Linked DNA regions of Anser cygnoides: region 2 is linked to region 1. The links are chromatin contacts, called in public Hi-C maps. All regions are on one chromosome and are shown on one strand. The core of a region is the stretch at or near the end of the contact, and the rest is flanking DNA. Distances in the headings are between cores, read along the strand shown.

Region 1 (7,589 bases), core at 910-3,409:
TGAACTTTTTCCAGTTCTGCTACTGCTTTTTGGAGACAAAGTGCCTAGATCTGTACTCCCTATCAAACAGGAGGGCAAACCACAGATTTACATAGTGTCATGCTAACATCTTCCACAGTTGGTCCCACATCCTTTTCTAAATCTTTTCTAGCATTTGATCTGATTTCTTGTCTGCTACTGAATATCAGGTGACATGAACTGTGATGCTCTTGCTCTGCTGCCCAGAATAGCGACATGCACTAATAAGGGCAAGCAGAGCTGCTGAGACACCTATTTGTAATTGCTCATCAGATGCATCTCAGAAATAACATTAGGTGGCCCCAATTACTCTGTTTTCAGAGTCAGTCGAAGCCTTGCTGCCAGTTCTGCTGTGTCTTAGTTCTGTCACCTTTGTTTAAATAAAATGGCAGGTACTCAAAGTCTAGGACAGTTGGCAAAGACAGCCAACAACAACCCCAGAAAGCAATGGTGTCCCATAAAAACTCAATGCCAATTCAACCAAGGCAGGCACACCCAGGGTCTCTGGCCCTACACTGTAGGTAAACCTGGCCCTTTGTGTTCATTTGTAGTTCTGTGCATGCTCTAGAAGTGCCAACATCTGGACAAAAAAAATCTTGATGCTAAACAAGAGCTATTTTGTGTCACATACACAAGGAGCCTCTATTTTTAGCTGCCTGAAAACACATGACACATTGATATGATGGAAGACAGCTGTGAGAACAGCTAAAACCTGGGGATTCGGTACTTGTATCCAGACTTGCTTCAAGAGTACTTTCATTTCCTCACTACTCACTGGTGCCTTTGTCTGCACCCTGGTGCCAATCAATCAGGCTCCACAGATTCAGGGTGACTGACTGGACGCTAACATCGTAGGACGTGAATGAAAAAAAGAATGTAAGACAACAACTGTAGTTGATTAAATATACTCATGTGGATTTTGGATTTCATGTCTCCTAACCCAAAAGGCCAAGGCTGCACTTCAGGTGTGACAGTGTGAGTCTCCAATTCAAAGGGATGCCTTTGGGAGGTTTTGGTACTTTAGGTAAGACTGTTGAATTTTCTTTGGTAAATGTCAACTCCTTTAGCTAACGTACCATCAGCTCCTTAGGATAAGCAAAGGTACAGAAACAGAAAGGGTAGCTAATTGCCACAAACTAACTTGCAGAGGGATTGCATTAACAAAAGTATTTTTACTTGTTATTTTAAACACCAAGTTTAAGCAAGCAGCTTTGTTTCATCTTTGGCACCAGCAGTTTTACAATAGATGTGCAGAGCTGCTCTGTTCACGCCACTGGAAGCAAATATCTCACATGTCTGAAGTGTTACTGAACTACTTCTCCCAGACATCAGACCCAGCTCCGTGTTTCTTAATAGTTGCCCTCACTCTCAGAGTTTAATCTGCCCTCCTGGGTTGATTTAAAGAGCACAGGGACAGAGACCCAATCAATCCCCACACTAAGAGACAAATATTTTGTTCAGACTATTCTCTAATTAAAATTCCTTGCTAGAAAGGCTTCTAGACGTGGCACAAACAATAGCTCTCTCCACCCCCTCAAGCTGCTGCCCTGTGAAACAAGGGAACAAGTCCCTCCTTTTCACACAGAAATCAGCCTGCCAGACAATAAGAAGTAACTTTCGGTCAAGCCATCTGGAGCAGCTCACGCTGTACGCAAAGGAAAATGCTGCCTTTGTTTGCACAGTAATAAGGCAGCATAAAAGGTAGTCCTACCCAAAACAGCTGCCAAGCAAAAGGCACGCTACCCTGGGACATTTTCAGCCACATCAGCAAACTGAACGTCACATGGTTTCAATTATTTTTATCCCAGACAAAAAAGAAGGAAAAAAAAAAGAAGAAAAAAAAAAGAAAAAAGAAGAAAAAAAAAAGAAAAAAAAAAGGCAAGCTTAAGTGACGTAACGGGAAACAGCTGTAACCAAACTCTTAAGGGCAGCCTCCCTGCTAGCAGCGAGAGCTCTGCCACCGTCTTAACTGCAGCTGATCCGGGAATCATCTTAATTTCCCTGTAAAAGGGAGCCAGCGGCAGGTTCTGGGGCTCCGCGAGGGACGCGTGCCAGGGGCTGCTGGCTGGCACGGCGCTGGCTCCCGGCGGGGTGGCCGCCCCGGGCTCGGTGGGAGGGGAGCGCACGCTGCTAACCCCGAGTGACCCGCTCCTCCGCGCGCTCCCCGGGGTTACTGCCGTTCACCGCTCTGCTCTGCGGCTGCCTCCTTGCTGGCTGCACGGATGGACGGATGGACGGACGGAAGGCTCGAGGAGGGGAGGAGGAGGAGGTATTGTTTAGTTTAGATGGTTGTGATTTCTGCTAGAGGGAGAGAGTTTTTGCCTGGTAGCAGCACTTCAAAGTCGGAGCCGGGCAGAAAGCGGCTAAGATGTTTCTGGCTCCAAAAATTAAAAAAATAAAATAAAATAAATGGGGTTTGGGTTTCTGACTCATGCTAGGCATGCAAGGCTTTTTTCTTAATCCACTGTCTCACCTGCAAAAACAAATGCTCACGGTCTCTACAATGTCACTTTGCCTCTGCAAATCACCACGTTTTGCCAGAGCCTTTCTCAGCTGCCACTGTGATGCCACTGCATTGGGTGCCCCACAAAGGTCAGAAAACAATAGCTGCCCCAAAAAGCTGTTTATCCAAACACGAAGAGCAAACAGTACCCTATAGTTCCTCAGTTGTAACACACACCTCTTCCACATGCCATGCCCTCAACAAACATAAGGGCCAGTACCTACAACACAGAAACACACCTGGCACGGCTGGCAACTGATTGAAAAAGCTAAAAAGGAGGCAAACCTCCACAGGCAGTTTGCGAGCTGCTGCTAGTCAGCAGATATATTGCAAAGGTAACTACTGTGCCACTGCTGAGAAAGTAAACCCCACAGAAGATTTAACTCTTGCACCTCCCAGAGGTACCCAATCTTTAGCCACATGCCTAAAGAACTCCTATGGTGTCCATGATCTGAAGTTTTGTGCACCAAGGGGCTGCATTGCAGGTGCTGCCTGTCGACATAGGGATGATGGTGGTAGGATGGTGGAGAAATTTCAAAAACAGCAAGGGGTTTGACTTTGAGTTGCACCAAGGAAACTTGTGCTCCTTGTACTCGACCACAGGCTCGGGCAGCCACCACCACACCAACGTATTCTTCTGACACAAAGGACATACTTACCTCTTTAACGAGCTTTCCCAGGCTCTCTTTCAAAGCCTCCACAGTTTCTGACAGATCCCACAAGGAAGAATTAAAAGAAATGTGTCTCTGCAAGAGATAAAAAGAAACAGGGAGTCACTACCAGGCACCAACCAATGTGGAAATTAAACCATTTTAGACATCCTTGTAAAGAAGGGTAGATAGGACTGTTTACAAGGCGAAGTGATTGATGGGGAAGATAGGCTCTCTGTGCAACCTTGAGCTCAAGCTACCCCAGGCTTCAGCACCCCATAATGCAATGGAGACTCCACAGCTTCCAGCTCAGAAATCCTGCTGCACAGTACATCTCACCTTCAGGTGATCTTCATCACCTGAGTCCTCCCATCAGACCTTTACATTTTCAGACTAAACCAATGGTGCATATTAAAAGAACCAGGTTCCATAAAGCAACAGCACCACAAGATAAATAGTTACAGGTTTCTAGAAGCGGAAGGCACAGCTTCTTTCTGGAAATCCCATTTGCTCTAGCAATTGCTTGACCTGGGAGTCCCACTGAAGACAACTCCTTGTTTATAGTTGCCCTCCGTGTAACTGGTGGGGGGCCTGGATTTTTCTTTTGTTTCTTCTGTTTTATTTCTGGATAGTTAAAGCGCTACCTTGCATGGGAAACATTTCTTGCAAGAGAAGCATCAAGACTCTTTAGCCTAATGCTTTGGACACAATCCTTCTTTCAGAGGAATGAGGATTAAAATCATTTCCTAAGATTTCACATTCATAGCTACATGTTACAGCATTGTGACACAAAGAGGAACAGTCAAGACCCTCGATTTTAGTACAAATCTTTTGGGCTGAAGCCTTTCATTTTTACATCTTTCCCAAGGCAATTGCTGGAAGCAAAGTCTGGAGTCTTTCACATGCTCTAGCTGACTTGCTGAAGGCTAGTAAGAGTTCGTCGGTGTCAGCTGGTGTAACTGGGCACCGTTCCACTGATCTGCTGCTGGGATATTTACACCTAGCTAACTTTGCTGAGTGCTCAGTTCATGCCTGCTCCAAAGCCAGCTGTAAATTCATGGAGGCTTTCTGGCGTCTATGAATTTCTACTGAACACTGACCTTAAGGTTCAGATAAACCAAATCACATCAGAGCTAGAAGAAAAGCAATTAAAACTCCCCACAGGCTAAGACCTTCAAGCCATTTTAAAGGAATACAGTTAGCAAATATCAAAGCTACATAGCTGCACTACCACTTCAGCAAGGAGATGAAGTAGGAAGTCTTAGATTCGTGCATACTGTAAGACAAGCCCGGTCAGCTCGATTATACCTCATCAAGCTCTACGCAGATTTGCGTTGTTCGGTGTATTCAGAAGTGATTCAGGGACAGGGTGAATGAGGAAGAGTTTTCTGATGATACTAATTGGTTCAGAATAGTGAAAGTTGAAAGCCAATTGCAAAGGATTAGTGAAAGACCTCATGCTGACACACTGTTATAAAGCGCCAGATGAAATTCAGTGCTGCAAAGTAAAGTACACAGGGAGAAGACAGTTCTACCTTAAGATACCCCTGGATGGTTCTGAACTACCTAACACCACACAGAGAAGAGATCACAGAATTACAATGATAAGACAGGTCAACATCAGTACACATCCATGGTGCGTTCTTGTTTCTCAAGTACTATGTGCAATTTTGGATCCTCCATCTACGAAAGAACGCAAGTACAGAAGAAGGCCACAAGTATGATTTTAAGATACAAATGGCTTCTGAAGGAAGAACAACAGACCGCAGTTCTTCAACAGAAATCTTACTGACAAGCAGAGGATATGACAGGGGACTGTGGAATTAATAGTGGGATAGAAAACATGAATAGGCGATGATTGTTCACTGCACCTCATCATAGAAGAACAGAGAGCTTCCATTGTAAAGACTGGTTTAATACAAACAAAAGGAGCTATTCCACATACAACCCAGTCAAAATGGAGAAATTTTGTACATACTATGCAATGCTGAAGGTAAAAGTTAACATGGGCTTGAAAAAGGCTAAGAAGTCATGAAAGAAAAAAAACTACCAAGATTCCAGGCTTAGCTGAAGAAGTAGTGCTGCTGGAGTAGCACTCAAGGGACGCTGAGCTGAATAGGACTTTGGTCTGAACAAGTATGTAAGCCTTATGAGATTCAAGTTTTCAAATCTGACCCTGAAATGTCTTCGGTTTCCCTGGAAAAGAACTTTTTGCAGTGTCTCTGTGCAGCTCTTTACATTCAGAAGTGTCCTCTATATTCAGCACTTCTCAAGTAGGATTGGTCCCACTGTGACAGTGTATTTTGCAGGTGTCTGCACTAGAACCAGGTGGGGATAATGGCTCATTTGCTGGTGAAATACTGGAAGACATCACCTGTCTTTTCCTGGCACATGGTGGAAAGAGAAAGTTCTAGCAGGTTTTGAACAGAGCTGCCCTGTACAATTACTGTGCTCGTGGCTGGTAAGTTATGCCTTCATCTAGTCTTGGGCATTTAGGGCATGTAAATGTCCTAATATTCTGCAGTTACACACTGCACTAAGCACACGCTGTGTGCTTGCATGTGCGTGCTTACAGGACACAAAATAGAGAAATACTTGAGCTAACTAGAGTTGACTGCCCAGTCAAGACAAGCCTTAAATAAACCCACCTGTCAGCTCCTGCTAGAAGGGATGGAAAACTCTTTAACATACATGAGAACACATCTGTATTTGAAGTGCTGGGAGGTCATAACAAAATTGTCACTTGCTGCAACGTAACAGCTAATTGCTTCTGCTTAAGAGACCACTCTGCCATGTTTGCTTTGAAACAGTTATTACAATTTTACATGGATCTTAGTGGAAACTGAGCACTGAACTTTGCAGAAAAATCACATGCTTTGTGTTTCTGCTTTTGTTTCCTGGGAGTGGAAGTCCCAAAGTACAGCTGTTTGAAATCACGATATCATTGTGCTTGACCGAAAACACTCAAAAGAGCAAGGAAAGCCACAAGTTTAGTTGCAGCATGTATTTACATTAAGAGACCTTTTCTAAAGCCATTTTTTTCAACTGGAATGCATTCAACATTCAATGCTTAGTTCATGCTAACCATATGACAAAATACCAGCTGCATTATGAAGGGAAAAGAACAATTGGATTTTCATGTGCTCACCCACACTCCTTCAAGCACTACTACAGTACAGAAGCCACAACATATTTATGGCTTATTATAGACCCACACCACTGGAAGTGAATGTGGCAAAGCCCTTCTTAAGCAGCACTGCAGAGATGAAATCCCACAAGGCCAATTTGAATCGTCTCTGTCACTGAACAGTCTCCCCCAAGTTGTTTTCAAAACTGGGGAGATTTGCAGAGGTAAAAGTTGTTGCACAGACATGTAATTTTATGCTATAAGACAGTCCCTACCGATCAACACCAGTCTGTTGGGACATCTCTGACTTAATGCCATTGCTCTTGATAACCTTCCCCAGCCTGTACAGTTCTTCCAAGGGACAACTCCTGACCTAGCACAGAGAGAAAGCTGAAATGAAAACTTGTCTGCATGGAATTAGAGGTTCTGTTTCTCTATTTTTCTCCAACCAGCTTCTCCTGCTTTAGTTTCACTGAATACACCCAGTAGAAGGCAAACCTTCCACTGAAGACAAGCTGTGCCTGCAACTGGCTTGAACAAAATGTACTACAGCCCATTGTTCTTATTGCTGGCCAAAAAGGCTTCAGGGAATGGATGAAGATTGAGATGTGGGACCTAGAAAAAAGAATCTGACTTTTATGGACATTTGGTGCTTCTAGGGGAGTGAATACTCCCTTCAAGAAGGAAAGCTGATCCTCTGCCATGGCACCCTGTGGTCGCTCCTAGATTTTCTTCTGCGTTTCCATCTAAACAGCGCCCCCCCAAATAGGTTCTTATGAAGGAGGGAACAAGGAGGCCTACCTGAACTTCCCCACCATGCCTCTACCATCTTGGCTCTGTTTTCTCACCCTACAGGAGCAGGGTAAATGAAAGTCACACAAAGGATCAGTGGCAGAGCTAGAAAGGCGTATGTAAAATTTTAATTGGAAATCCTTTATCTTAACTGTACTAATCCACTTTGTGCAACATCCAGTGTCTGTTTGGGATAGAACAGATGAGCGGATATGCAAAGACAAGTACTGAGTTTTTGCCTTCTTTTTCAAACTTCCTTTACAGTGCTGTGACATTCAGAGCTCACAAATTTCACTGTGCACCTGTTTTAATTTCCTTTTTAGAACTCTGCTCTCTTCATAATTCACAAAAAACTACTGTTTTGTTGTGAGTTACCTGAAACACTTATTGTTTCCCTCAGGCTGCAAAGGCACAAAACACTTTAAGCCGATAGAAGCAGGTGTTGACACAGGGGTCTCAAGCCCCCTCCCCATACACCCTGACCACTCGGTTCCCAGTC
Region 2 (6,676 bases), core at 4,053-6,552, 56 kb after region 1:
GAAACTTCAGGTAGGTGCAGAAGTGACATTAAATGCTGAAAGGGAGAGAGTGAGCTCGTAAAAGAAATGTAAACAAAATAGTTTGGCAAGTTGCTAATGGAAATGGGATCCAAGCCATACATTTTCTGTTGAGCTTAGGATATTCTTAATGATGCTGAGAAATTTCCACTGGAGTCAAAGCATACTCCCACAGACAATCCAATTGACTGCAATTATGTCTGGATTTATATGTGAATGCAACTGGGAAGAAAAGATACGGCTTTCTTTAGGATGAATATTTCAATATTGGTTTGTTAAAGCTGATAAACAAGGTGGTAAGAATTGCTACTCTCATTTAATAGGGTAAAAAACATCAAGAACACTTTAAAACAAGTAATTTTGATAAAAAGCACATTGTCCAGTGATAGCATAAAGAATGAAATGCAAGATTAATTTAGTTTCATAAACAGAAAATGCTTTAAGAAAGGACTAGATTTTGAACTTGGGCTCCACTGCTGCTACTAGAAAGAAATGTATATGCTTCTGCACATACAAAAGGTTGCTGCCATTTCATTGTTTGAGTGAGGGGAGGTTTTTGGTTTTGTTTTGTTTCACTTTTTAATACATTCAAATTTGGTCCTAACTCTGCTTAAACCAGCAGCCACAACAAAATTCCTGTTATGGGAGCATAATCACAACATGGGTAAGAGGAGAAAAAGACATCAACACATCCTAAGAATATAAACTTATCCCCCATGAATACATCTCAGACAAAACACGCGTTTGATAATTTCTGCTCGTTTCTTTTGAAGGCACAAGAACTCACTTGCAAAAGCACAAGCTATGTCTGAAAACATGGGCTTTACAATTTGGTTGCTGACACAAGCAACACAGCCAACAGTCTTTAAAAACAGATGCATTACAGTGCTGCAGCTGAGCAAAAATACACTTTTGCTTTTACCTTGCAGAATATAAGGTTTTGTGATCTCATATTTATAGTGACAATAAAATCAGTTAAGGGGAAACGGAACATGTCATCACAAGACAGGCACTGTTGCTGGAAACCAGGTTATCCTGGGCCTGCTGTTGTCACCTAGTCCGCCACCACTGTTGCCCTGAGACCTTACACATGGCTTAATTTTGGCTTTTACTTACAGCCAAGAATGCTAATGAACATTAATTGCATAGCTTGCGTCCCAGCTCCCAGTGACAGCCTTTCACTGGGACATGGGCTAGTCAAACTGCAGAATGTTTAAGGGAGCCAAGCAAGCAGGCTGGTAGCTGTTCTTGGCCACTTCTTTACCTTCCATGCAGCCCTGCCTGCTAGAAAGGAAGCCAGACCTCCAAAACGATCTCTGAACCATGTGGTCAGAGGCTCTGACTTTGTTTGCTCTTTCCCAAAGAACGACCTTGCTATCTAGCCCAAGCCAGAGCAGTCTTGGAAAGGCTCTTCTGCTCTCCTCCTTTTGCCTAACGCCAATTGTTCCCTAACAAAGTTAACACAACACAAACGGATCTCTTATTGGATTAGATGGAGCTCTGCTAAGCAACACTCCTCCAGAAAATAACAGAAGAGGAAAAAGGTCAGCTTGTATATGGATATTTACGCCTTTCAGACCGATGTATATTCTTCTTATAATCCGTGATCAAGCCTTTTCACTAATAACCCAATAAATCTTAAGATCTGAATGCTCCTATTTTTCCTACAGTGTTAGCTTGTTGTGTCAGGAAAGCTGCATCAACAGTTTTCCATCCTACTCTGTCTCTCCCTCAGTCCTTGAGGCAAGCTCACATGTTTTCTGCCCTATGACAAGTGCTAAAAAAGACAGGTCTTGCTTTGCTGTTTTTTGTTCATTTGTTTGTTTTATTAGAAAAACAGATCTAAAAATAGATAAGAGGGTACTCTGCTCAGTAGTTCAAATCATAGTAATTCTTATGAGTTGCTCTGTATGACTTTCCTACAGCCAGTAGAAATAGAGGAGTATCTCCTACATAACAGGAAATATTTTATTTTTTTTAATAATAGCAATCATCTTCTACAAGTAAGAATTCTACCATATTATTTATGATCTTTATTCTTAATATCAGTAATCGTAACTGTGCTGGATAACTACACAGTAAGCTTTCAAGAATTAAGGATTCAAATCTTCACAGCAGACATAAAAACTTCTACCATGTCAGCCCCTAGCTGCCTCAGATGAACTAGGAAAATATGGCATATATATATGTGTGTGTGTGTGTTTTATTAAACAGCAAATCCTGACTCTGGCCAGTCACAGCAGGAGTCATCAGGAATAAGCAGCCTAATAGAAACATGCTGGTGTTTGGTCAGCCATGGCCTCCGGACTTATTTCAGGATTTGGTGTGTTGCCCAGCCTAAGAGACCTATATAAACACCGAGGGTGCTTGCTCCAAGGTTACTTAAACAAAGGGGTAGTCTGGTTCCCCTTCTGCCCTGCTCCTGTCATTATCTCTGTGCTGGCACCAGCGTGCACAAACCCACACTAAAACCCTGAAGACAGGATGCTAAAGCTAAAAAAAGTTTTCATCCCTTCCATCCCTCGGTGAAAGCACCCCCAGACCCGAAAGCTCGGAGAAAAAAGTTAATTTCAACTTTGTTCACTCTGGGTTGGTGAACTCCCAACACCAGCCCAGAGGGCAAAACAGATGGGGAGAGACGAGAGAACGGGCACTTGGGGGGAAGTGAACTGGGTCCATTACTAGCGCAGCTGCAACCTTCAATTACTTTGGATTAAAGTTCTAAAGAAACCACACCCTAGGAAATGTTGTGCCTGCGTGGTGCAACACACGTGATAAACACTAGCAGCACTGATCCCATTCTGCCATGGAGGGATGGGTTTGGGACCGATCCTCCTCCTGTTCTGGTTTTGTGGGCACAATTCTGCCAGGTGAACTACTAGCGAGAAAACAGACTTGCAGAGAGGAAGGCAAGGGAGGACTCACTTCCTGAGTTGAGTACACTAGATTAATCTTTGAGAATTTGCATTTTTAATACTCATGCCTTTTCAACTTCTGTAGTTCAGCACTTCACCAGGCACCACTCTCACCTGCACTGCAATGGCAGGTGCTGAACTTGGTGCTAGACCAGGTCTCCGCTCATGTCAATAGAGCCAAGCCACACAGGTTTTTGAAAACAAATTTGGCATGACAAAACAGGTTAGCTAGCAGCTGCCTGTGGCAAACCCATTTATAAACATGCCTCAGTCTCGCTGGGTGAAAGGGACATTAAGAGATTTTCAATATACCTGCTTACACTACAGCCCAGCTGAATTTGGAAATCTGGAATTTATATCCAAAGATTGCTGTAACTCCTGCAAGCACCAAAACCTCACACATAGCTGCACCCAAGGTGTTTGTTTCACACAAATATCATATGGCTAATTGAACTTCAACAGTAATTTCTCAAGGTAAAGTTACTCTGATGGCTGCAATGCTTGACCACTACACTGTAACAGCAGACAAGAGCCACTGCCATCTCTGGCAGCCCAGAGCCAGCACATACCCACCCATCTCCGCAGAACAACCGTGGTGAGCATACTCTTGCTCTCTCCTAAAGTAAGATATTCTCAACTTCAAAAGTTCAATTTAAGCTCTACCACACAGCTCCTGTTTTCCAGGCTGCAAACCTTTTATCCACAGTTTGGAAAGAGCCGACTTCCAATTCTTACCATGCAGCCCTACTGCACTATGACAACACGATCAACACGGCACATGTTGCGAGTGAAGGCATCAGACTCCTGCCCGTAGCTGCCCAGACCACACCAGATATATATAACTCCTGCCCAGACCACACCAGGTACAGACTGGGGAACCACTTTTACACACGTGAAGGTTCAGATGGGTGCGATGAAGGGTGATGACCCAGGAGCAGCAATTACAGCTGACACATCAGTAACGCCGCAGCCCCAGGCAGCTCCCTGCATGATGCTATGGGAGAGCCTGGGCACATGCTGCCGCCCATCCCTGCTCATGAGGAAGGAAACCTGTGCCAACCAGGAGCAGACCAAAAACATACTCACACCGTGTGTTTATTACCCTAACCCCTTTCAAAACCAAGCGAGACTGCTCAGTTAGGAAAGCCTCAAGGCAGCAAGCCGGACCATCTGTTGTTAATGGAACATCCCCAAGACGTGGCTGTTCCCTGCTGTACCAGCATCAACCTATTTCCAAAGGCCACCTCCTAACGGGTTTGTAATGCATTAATCTACACCAGTAATCTTCAAGATGGGCACCAATTCAGCTAAAAGTGTGAGCATGTGTTTATATCCCCCTGGCTTTAGTAAGGTCTACTCCAACACATTGGAGATCAACTTTGACCCTCCAAGTAAGTTGATTGCCCTTAAAATCTCCAAGCACAACAGCTGGGGGTGGCGGGACAAATAGCTTATGTTCAAAACAGACAAAAATACTGTTTACTATAAACTTTCAATTTACAGTCAGAGTACCTTCCTCTGATAGACTTTATGCATCTGAGCAGTCACACACGTCCCGAACTAAGCAGCAGTGTTTTGTAGGAGGCTGATGGCAGCCTGTAACATAGCAGAGCACAGACTTCACAACAGCCTGGCACACAGAAGCGGGATATGCTGCCTGCAAGCGAACCTCCTGCCCATCACAAAAGCTGCGGGATCGATTTTTTTTTATTTTTACACTCCCGCTCATCCCAAGGCCCTCCCCGCCCCCGGCGTTTTATGGATTTCCCGTAGGTGTGAAGGGGATGGAAACCCTTCCCGTTATCTTCTAGCAGCCCACCGGGGCTGGAAGGGGCGGCGAGGCGAGCCCCCCTCCGAGAGAGCAGCCAACCCAGAGTCGCTTCGCTCAGGACGAGCTATAATAAAGCGATTACAAAAAAAAAAAAAAAAGTAATAATAATAAACAAACACACAGGGAGGGAAAAAGCATGCAGCACTATCCCCTTCCCAGTCCCTTGCCGTCCCGCAAGCCATCCTCCGCGCCTCACTCTAGACACGCTGCGCGCAGCGAGAAACAAAAAGACCAAAAAAAAAAGGAAAAAAAAAAAAAAAAAAAAAAAAAAAGGACACATTCGCTTTTTCCCCCCTCGCTCTGTGCCGGGGCCGCCTCCCCCGACAGCAGCCCGCATCACGGCTCGGCACGGCACGGCGCGGCGCATCCCCCTGGCCGCCCTCCTCGCCTACCTCCCGGGCCGGGGGGCCCTGGGCAGCCGCCGTCGGTCCCGCCGGGAGCCGAGCCGAGCCGAGCCGCCTTGCCCCTCCGCTCCGCCTCGCTCCGCTCCAGCCCCGACGCCGGCCCTGCTCCCGGGCGGCTGTGGCCCCGCAGCGCCTCTTATAGGGCGGCGGCGACCGCCCCTTCCAAGGCCGGGCAGCGCCGGGGCGTCTTGCTCCCTTCCCCTTTTCAATTTTTTTTTTTTTATTCCCCTTTCATTAGTTTTTTTTTTGTTTGTTTGTTTTCCTTGCATTTTTTTATTTTGCTTCTCTTCTCTTTTTTTTTTTTTTTAATTTTATTTTTCCCCACTTTTTCCCTCCCCGGAGGGGGGTGAAGGGGAGGCGGGGACGCGGCGATTTGCATGAGGGCGTGCACGTTGCAGCCAAAAACAAACCTCGAGGCTCCGCCCGCACCACACGGGCCCGCACAGCGCGTGGTGGGCCGGGTCGGGAGGCCAACTGGGGGACACGGGTGGTGTGGGACCCCTAGGCGACAAGGGTGGAGGGTGGCCCGGGGACCGCCGAGGAGCGTTGTCGCCGGCGGTGCCAGCTTCAAGAGCACCGGGACGCCCCCCACACCGTGTTGCTTCGTGGTGAGGAAGTGGGTGAGGAGCTGTGAAAGTTAGTGCGCTGCTACCTACCCAGAGACAACGATAAATTTGGCCGAAATGGTTCGTGGTGAGACTGGGAACCACTCCCAAAACCTTAAAAAAGCCCCTTCTTCACAGTGCCCAACTTCACCTGGTTGGGACAAGCACAAAGGGCAGCATGTTGGAGACACCTGAGGAATGGCCTGTGCTCGTCATCCTCCCCAGTGGGCTCCTCTCCCAGAAACACCAACCTGCGCATCACCCTTTCCAAAATTTTTGTCAGGAGCACCCAGAAGCACTGCAGTTCAGTCTACGGAAGTGTAGCACTGCATTTCCAATGTGCATGAAAACATGTAACGTGCGAAAGACAGGCAACTCTAAATTATGGTTCCCACTACGGACATAATGCACTGCCATTGCTCATCTGCAGTGAAGTCATTGATGTTATTGTGCGTGCTGTTAAAACTTTGCCTTATTATGAGCAACCTGGATGATACATGGTTACTGAGGGAACTGTACGTTCTAGTTTCTTCGGTTGTGTTTCGATTCTCAGCCTACAACAATTGTATTTTTTCGAGGCGCGCAGAAATACAAGGACCTGAAAGCAAAACTCCAGAGAGCTCGGACTGACTGTGATCTGAAATAATATTATCCACTGGAGTGTCATATATAGTAGTAAATATTCAGATTAATGGTGCAGACCCTTCTGCACTGAATAAACGCAGACACATTTGTTTCGGCAATGACCCAAGCTCCTTTGGTCAGTCACCATCCCACAGAGCAGCTCAGGGATGAACAAAATAAAAACAGACTCGGCTTCTGATCCCAGGCTCCCCCATGCCACTGCTACATATCTCCACTGACTCACATGGACTCAGTCTGTACATTCATCTGGTCACAAAA

The links. A called contact is a pair of places that touch in the nucleus more often than the background predicts.
Region 2: a contact with region 1 is called in a Hi-C map of granulosa cells, with 1.9 times the contacts expected there. The contact joins the promoter of ABCA1 here to the enhancer-like site in region 1. A contact is called at or near these places in 4 of 7 Hi-C or Micro-C datasets (granulosa cells and liver).

Annotation. Positions count from the first base shown.
Region 1 is chrZ:33,168,687-33,176,275 of Taihu_goose_T2T_genome, forward strand. It overlaps ABCA1 (ATP binding cassette subfamily A member 1), which reads right to left. Exons shown (of 50, transcript XM_048051479.2): 8 at 3,181-3,267. Among named protein-coding and RNA genes, the nearest start is that of NIPSNAP3A, 46 kb to the left of the region's middle. Within about 2 kb of position 2,160, at least 2 of the 3 cell types and tissues checked have open chromatin away from gene starts, as enhancers often do. A contact at or near this core is called in liver, where this site is marked.
Region 2 is chrZ:33,221,467-33,228,142 of Taihu_goose_T2T_genome, forward strand. It overlaps ABCA1 (ATP binding cassette subfamily A member 1), which reads right to left and starts at 5,303. Exons shown (of 50, transcript XM_048051479.2): 1 at 5,157-5,303.